Linked DNA regions of Salmo salar: region 1 is linked to region 2. The links are chromatin contacts, called in public Hi-C maps. All regions are on one chromosome and are shown on one strand. Each heading gives the region's core, a stretch centred on a gene start, on an enhancer-like site or on the middle of the called end of the contact. The rest is flanking DNA. Distances are from core to core; before and after follow the strand shown. Region 1 holds the start of i2b2a (Interferon regulatory factor 2-binding protein 2-A). Region 2 has its middle 26 kb from the start of LOC123740250.

The links. A called contact is a pair of places that touch in the nucleus more often than the background predicts.
Region 1: a Hi-C map of gill shows a contact between it and region 2, with 2.7 times the contacts expected there. The contact joins the promoter of i2b2a here to the enhancer-like site in region 2. A contact is called at or near these places in 2 of 3 Hi-C or Micro-C datasets (gill and muscle).

Annotation. Positions count from the first base shown.
Region 1 is chrssa02:51,945,884-51,949,585 of Ssal_v3.1, reverse strand. i2b2a (Interferon regulatory factor 2-binding protein 2-A) reads right to left here and starts at 1,785. Exons shown (of 2, transcript NM_001139853.1): 1 at 829-1,785; 2 at 1-491. The coding sequence starts at 1,615.
Region 2 is chrssa02:51,900,169-51,904,016 of Ssal_v3.1, reverse strand. No RefSeq gene overlaps it. Among protein-coding and RNA genes, the nearest start is that of LOC123740250, 26 kb to the left of the region's middle. Within about 2 kb of position 1,711, at least 7 of the 13 cell types and tissues checked have an H3K27ac peak or open chromatin away from gene starts, as enhancers often do. A contact at or near this core is called in gill and muscle, where this site is marked.

The sequences.
Region 1 (3,702 bases), core at 536-3,035, 45 kb before region 2:
CAGGGTGCAGCACAGTGGCACGCTGCCCGGCACCGACGAGTCTGGAATGCTCTGCGGCAGTGCCCCGTGAGGGTCCATGCCCTGCGAGTGCGCCGTGGCCACCACCTCCCTCTGGGTCAGCCGCCGCTGGCCTGCAGAGGACGGGGACAGTGGGCTCCCGCTGTTGCGCCGGCCCGCTGCCGTGGTGGAGTGCACCTGGTTGGCATCCTTGGGCGAGCCGGCATTGTCGGCGGCGAGGATAAGTGCTGCCATGGGCGACTGGCCGTTCTGTGCCGTGGCCGCCTCCGGTGGGGTGGTGCGACTGTGGGGGGAGATGGTGGAGGGTGGAGCGGCAGAGAAGCCTGGCAGGGAGGCCGGGGGCATCTTGAGGACCTCTGAGGGCGACGGCAACCACGGCTGGCCCTCGCCGCCGTTCATCTTGGGGGCGGAGCCCTCGCCATCCGGCTCAGGGGAGGCTTTCCTCTTCATGCTTCGTGGGTGCTTCCCTCGGTCTGTTGGAGAAGGAGGAAGGGGGGGGTTAAGGATTAACAAACACTCCAACCACCACAGCAGCAGCAAATGTGCATGCACTGTAAATTAATGAAAATAAAACTTTGAGGAATTTATGTTACTTTATGTGTAAAACAAAACGTGCAGAGGAAAAACAAGTGGTATATTCGGTAGCCTGCTGGGGATCAGACTAGAGGAAATGTAAACATGCATAAACAAACATTCAGCTGAAAACCCACGTCAACACAGTGGCAAAGTAGCTGACTAAGAACACTGCCAGTTCCTTGTTTTAGTCTTCTAAATTAATGCATCCATGTGTTTAAAAATCCACAATCCTACCTGGTTTTGAAGAAGTTGCACTTGTCTCGTATCCCATAACGCGCTGCATCGCCGCATGGTCTTTCTTGAACCTGCTGTCGAATGTGTGGAGAGCCATCAAATCCCTCACTGTTTTGCCTTTGCCCATCCACTCCTCCGCCCGCTTGTGGCTCTCCGACATGTCCGACATGCTATCCGGTCTATGCTTGTCTTTCATATCCTCCCCGCGCTTGCCGTGGTCGCCTTGACCAGGAACATTCAACGCGCCCGGCATACCCATTTGGGCGGGCCGACCATTGAGTGCGTGTACTGGACCCATGTTTCCGTTTACTAAAGGCACCAAATTGGGAGGAACCGTGCTAGTCCTGCGAGGGTTGGGGCTCTGGCGGTTCAGCTCCGGCGGGTCGTCGGGTTTTGGAAATCCATTTGGCACAGGGATGCCGTTAACTTGCCTCCCCGGTTGGTACTCCGGTCCCAACCTTGGCGGCCGGTCAGAGAGGGGATAGCGATCCAGAGGCTGAGGCGGACGCGAGCCGGGGTCTCCAGCCGAATGGTTGTGGGACTGAATTTCCTTCCCCGAGTGCTGAGGTTTGCCTGGCCCGGGAGATCTCCCGTCCTGGAAGCCATGAGCTCTCTTCAGCTGTCGGGCAGTCTCAATTACAAACTCAATCCGGTCGGCTCCCTCGTAGTTGACACATCCCCTGCAAACAGGTTCGGTAAAATCCCAGATCATTGCCCATGGCATGCGGGGCAAGTCACACAAATAACACGACTGCCTCCTCGAAGCAGCTACAGCCGCGGACGACATGGTTTTCGAAAAAGTGGATACCAAATTCTCCAAATCTCCCTGGGATTCGTTTTATTCTGTAGAAAAAAAAGGAATCGCGAATAATTGTGTATTTTCCCTCTAGCCAAACAGCAATAAAACAGCCAAGTTACATTGAGAAGTTCATTGCAGTTGTGTACTTTACTACGGCGCGCCTCAATCTATCTCGCACTACAACTCACAGCTCAATGTAGGGCGGTGACGTCACCGACGACACACCACAAGTGCTTCCAGCAGCTCCAATTCTATCTACTTGATTCTTAGACAGCCCCACCAGCGCATGCTCACCTTTCTCCTCGCTTTATCGTGTAGGCCCTACCACTTGTGCAATGCGTTCAACTGCCAGCAAGCCCTAAAGATAAACTGGTTGGACGCAGTTGAGCCCTGCTGCTAAAATGATTTATTTCACGTCAAGGTGAATTGTATCAGAACGGTTGATGATAGGCTTCTGCTTACTGAGAATCGACATTCAAAGCAACGTCTACAATTATTGCGGTTCCTAAATTGTCTCACGACTATATAATGCCTTTGCATGCAACTCAACAAGTGGCGTTACCTATCTTTCTCCTTTAGGCTATGTAGGCTATGCATGCTCTCCCGGACTGGCACTAGAGCCCTATTTAGCAAATCCTCATTCCAGTCACACTGCCAGCACAACGTCACGAGGCGGAGAGCTTTCACCCAACCATACAATTCGACTCTGTTACTATGGCAGATTTAACCCTCCTTCCTTCGTCCTATTAAAATGGGATAGCCTCTTTTCCAATTCATAGTTTACGAGTTCAGCTTTGCACACTAGGGACTTGTTTAGACAAAAATCGTTTTCATAATGCAACTATTCTAATTTAATGTCAATGTTTATCATTTTACAAATAGCCGCGATTAACTATGTTTAGGCTACTTTGTCAATAGCTTGCTACATGCGCCCCTTATTCTATGCAACAATATATCACATAACGAGGTAGTTGGTACATTGTTGCAGTCATACTGTGGCGCGTGCCTGCAACGTTGTTGCAATTCGACATGAGAATAGAGCCCCTAACCACCGTTTGATAGCGACGTCTAAATATTGGACAAAGTTCAGCATGACTAACTCACACCAATCAACCCCTCGTGATTCAGTAAACTCGACAACTCACAGCCTGTCTGACTGGCGAACACGAAAACCCCCAGATCAAAGTCACAACCCGAGACAACGTTTGCACTTTTTTTCAATTACTGCACCCGCAATTCTTAATAAGTCTGGGGACTATTCGTGTGGATAGTTAATTTACTTTAATTTCGCATAGCCTAAATATCACTCCGGTCTGGTCTTGTTAGACTGCGAGGAAGGTCTACAAAATAGCCTTTAGGCCTACAAAAAAAGTGTTATTGCATGAACTGTGTGTGTAGCCTATATAGCTCACTGCAAGGTTTGACAACAACAACAAAAAATGATGTCCTCATTGCCGACCGAGGAATTTTCCGTCATTTACTTTCTCGCTTTGTTAGGGTTAGCCACAACATTGTAACGTTGGTGGCTGTTGTGTGAGAGGCGATACCGCCGAGGAGACCTGCGGATACAAAGCAGTTTTTGTTGTTGTTGTTGCTGCAAGCATGTATCCTACTATGTGATGACGTTCCAAACAGGAAGTGGATTTTAGTCACGTACCCGCTTCTTACCTCGCCCATCCGTGGAAAAACAAACGAGCCGTCCTGGCTCGCTGCCAAAGACCACAGATATGCGGGGCAGGATGAGCGAGTCACAGCAAGCTAAAGCAAAAAATACGAAAGGAAATGGTTTCTGAAAGAAGTCATGCTCTTTCTTAAAGAGACAATCGACTACATGTGACGAATAGTTTCATTTTTGGACAGACCTATTTGTTTCTAATAGGCTAATCGTGGGAAATGGCAACTGTGTCATTGTATAGCAACATGCTACATGTATGGTAGCAGCCTCAGAGTTGTCCTGTAACAGAGCCACCGAAAAACGTGTGGGGAGGCGGCATTTGCCACAGCACCTTTTCAACCCCTTTTGATTTAATCAAATATATTGACGAAAAGCGTTAGAAAGAGGGGAAAATGTATGT
Region 2 (3,848 bases), core at 462-2,961:
CTGCCAAAGAAAAGAAAACAGCTAGAGACTGACAGACTGAGAGAGAGAAAGAGAGAGGGTGAGGACTGATATAGAGATAGAGAGAGTATTTTCCCTACAAAAAGTCCCCAAGACCCTTGATATCCAAAGAGAGAGAGAAAGAGAGAACGAAAGAGAGGGGAGAGAAAGAGAGAGAGAGAGTACCTTTCCTCCAAATAGCCCCCAGGCTCTTTGACATCAAGGCCCCAACTCACAACGCTTGCATCATAAGAGGGGAGGAGAAGAACAGAGAAGAAGAGAGAATGTAAGCCGGGTCAGTGAACTCCCAGGAGCAGAGAGAGGAAAGAGACATTGGGAGGGGTTCAACAACTCAATGAATTAGCGTGTCATCCACTTTCACTGTGAAAAACACAGACCGGTGTTCCTAGTGTGCCAGAGTTGACAAGGGAGGAAGGAAAAGAGCTCAGATGAACTGTTTGGACCTGGATTCAAACACGATTTGAAATACTTTCAAATATTTATTGGTGCTTGATTGAGCTTGCCTGGCATATAATGGACCAATAGAATAGCCACAAAACTGCAACCCTCTCTCATCTGGCACTCCAGACAGGCTAAAGCAAATGCTCAAAGTATTTGAAAGATTTTAAATAGTATTTAAACCCAGGTCTGGAAGTGTTACTGCATTCTTGTGTGATGACTACAAAACAAAGTGAGTGAGTGAATAGTAGCGGAGGCCACTCTGCACACCTAATCATGGGCAAAGAATGTCTCGCATTGAGGGACAGTTTTCCTGTTTGAACAAAGCGTTTTAATTTGACAGCTGCGATTTGTCAAGTTCAATTGTATTTGCTGAGCCCTCCCTAACAACTTAAACCCTTATCTGGGTGCAAGCGCGTGAATGTTTGCATTGTTATTGCAAATTCCTCAACAGATCTTCCCCGAAAAAAGGGATAAACAAAACTGACGACGACGATCTGACTAGCTGTCGACAAAGCCTCGAGTATATAAACAGAAACGTTACATCATCATAATCAAAGAAACGTTTTTCAAGGCCTCACGTATTATCAGAGAGCATGAGAACAACTTGTAGCAGAGAGATATTTTTGACACAGCTAGCTCCCAGGGGCCGGGGAGCCGAGGGGTTGGGGGGGGGTTGGGCTTTTCTATCTATATTCAGGAGGTGTAGCGTGAGATATGCGCTCGCATTCCAATCAGAACGAGGCCTTGCAAGCCAAGTAGCTGTCCTATCTAGCCGTCCGATTTTAATCTCCACGTCCTTGGCATATTGGCAGCCCACGCTATGGGTGAGTGCAGGGTCACACGGCTCGGGAACGTCACTCATTTCAAAGGCCATCATCAAGGGCCCTCCCTCTCCAGACATCCTCCTCAAACAAGGATTCATCGTCTATGGGGCTGGAGGTAGCCTATGTGCCTTGAATTTCATTGGCAGGGCATTGGTTGTTAAGGCATAATAAGCAACACAGCGATTACATTTATGTTTGTGTTTTCGCACCTGCGGGCTAGTAGAGTTGAGTTGTTATGGAGTGTAAATGTGTGAAGTTATAGGTGTAGAAAAGGTATTGATGTGTATGTCGGATTTGACAGGGGTCAGTTTCCGGAGCGCAGATATACAAACTGAATGCTTGTGTAAGTGTGTGTGTGTGTGTGCGCATGACACATTTCTACCTCCTAAAGTGCTTGGCCAGACGCCAGGAGTGGAAACATACCACTGTTTTTATGGCCATCTGCCAATGTTTTCCACTATTATTTGTTACTCACTCCTCTAGCGCTCACTCCCACATAGTATGCCGTTCAGACACAGACACAGACACAGACACAGACACACACACACACACACACACACACACACACACACACACACACACACACACACACACACACACACACACACACACACAGAGGGTGCAGTTAAAGGTCACCATCTGATTCAACAAAGAAAGAAAAATATGTTGGGAGGAAGACCAAAAAAAATCACAATTAGTGTTTCATAACTTTATCAACAAAACCTCACAATAGTCAAAAGAGTGAAAAACAAGGTCAGACAAAAACCAGAAAGAGGCGGGGAAGAAAAAACGCTAACAGCATAATCGGTGGCCTTAGCTTGGATAATTAAACACGTGAGAACCTCATTGGTCGGAGGACTATTTCTGAGAAAAGGGGGTGGAGCCGGTTAAGAGTTAAGGTTGGCTCAATGCAAACAGACAGAAGGTCATGGAGCTGAGACTGGTTGTGTGTGTGTGTGTGTGTGTGTGTGTGTGTGTGTGTGTGTGTGTGTGTGTTGAGACAGTTGGTCAGCTGATAACGCCATGCACAGCTGTGTCAGTCAGCTTTTCTGCATCGTTTTGATTGATTGGATGTGGGGCATAGGCCCTCATAGCCTGGCTGTTTGCGTCATAGGGCTCAGGGGAAGTTCCGGAAACACCACTCGAGTGATGTGGTATGTGTGTGTATTGTGTATTTTGTGTGTGTGTCTTGTAGCTCGGGTCAGGATGGATCCATAATGGATACTAAGTTTCATTGACACCAAGGCTGGGTCAAAGAGTATTCCCTGCCTTCCGTTGTTGCTGCCCTTCATCTTTCCTGAACTTTATGTGAAGTAAACCACATACCAATGTAAAAAACACTGGCTTTTGCCAAAGCTTTATAGATAGACTAATATGCATTTAAACATTCAGTTTAGCAAACCAATGGCAGAGGCTGAATTCCACAAATGTTATCAGTGTGTTTCTAGTCTTCATGCCTGACTCTCATGTATGTAGGAAATGGTTAAATGTCTGGCCAAGTCAGTAAGCATGCTTTGCTTTTAAACTATGGTGTAGAGGTGATGATGACAAAGCATTCTCAGGAACCCTCTGGAATTGCAACATCAGGTTGAGTAACTTCTTCTTTTGTTTCCTAACAGCGAAATGCAGTTGAGTCAGGGCCTCAGGTCTCTAGCAGTTTCACTTGAATTACGTCCATGTACACACAACTGTCTACTTGGCTGTGGGACAATATCAACACAAACACATTTTAAAAGTTGCAGGCTACTCCGTCAAAAGTCAAAGTCATAATTCTTCTAGACATACATGTAACATTCCGTGTACAGTTACAGAAAACCATGTATTCACGAGTGGATGCTCCTCAGAGAAGGAAGGGGAGAACCATCCTCCTCAGTGAATTTCATAAAAATAAAAATAGTGAAACATTAAAAAGAAAATCTGTTTCAGATAAAACTTTACTATATATATTCAAGTAAGCAAATAATTGATTAAAACACCCTTTTTGCAATGAAGGTCTACAGAAGCCTCAACAGCACTCTGTAGGGTAGCACCATGGTGTATCTGGAGGACAGCTAGCTTCCGTCCTCCTCTGGGTACATTGACTTCAATACAAAATCTAGGAGACTCATGGTTGTCACCCCTTTCCATAGACTTACACAGTAATTATGACAATTTCCAGATGACGTCCTCCAACCTATCAGAGCTCTTGCAGCATTAACTGACATGTTGTCCACCCAATCAAAGTAGCGGAGAATGACTAGTACTGAACGCATAAGCTACAGCTAGCTAGAACTGCATAAAATGTGGTGAGTAGTTGACTCAAAGAGAGAGAAAAACAATAGCTGAACATGAAGGAGAATGAAGGAGAAGCAAGAGGAGAGAGAGAGAGAGAGAGAGAGAGAGAGAGAGAGAGAGATATATATATGCAGCTAGCTAGTTTAGCCTACTCAAAAACTCAGATCAAACAGAGAAAGATGTTATGTTATGGCTATCCAAGGTAAACTTTAGTTTTTTTATTGCCACCGGGACCTGCCGGTGTAACTGCTAAACTGCTTGCAGACTGTACACTGTACTGCATGATTATAG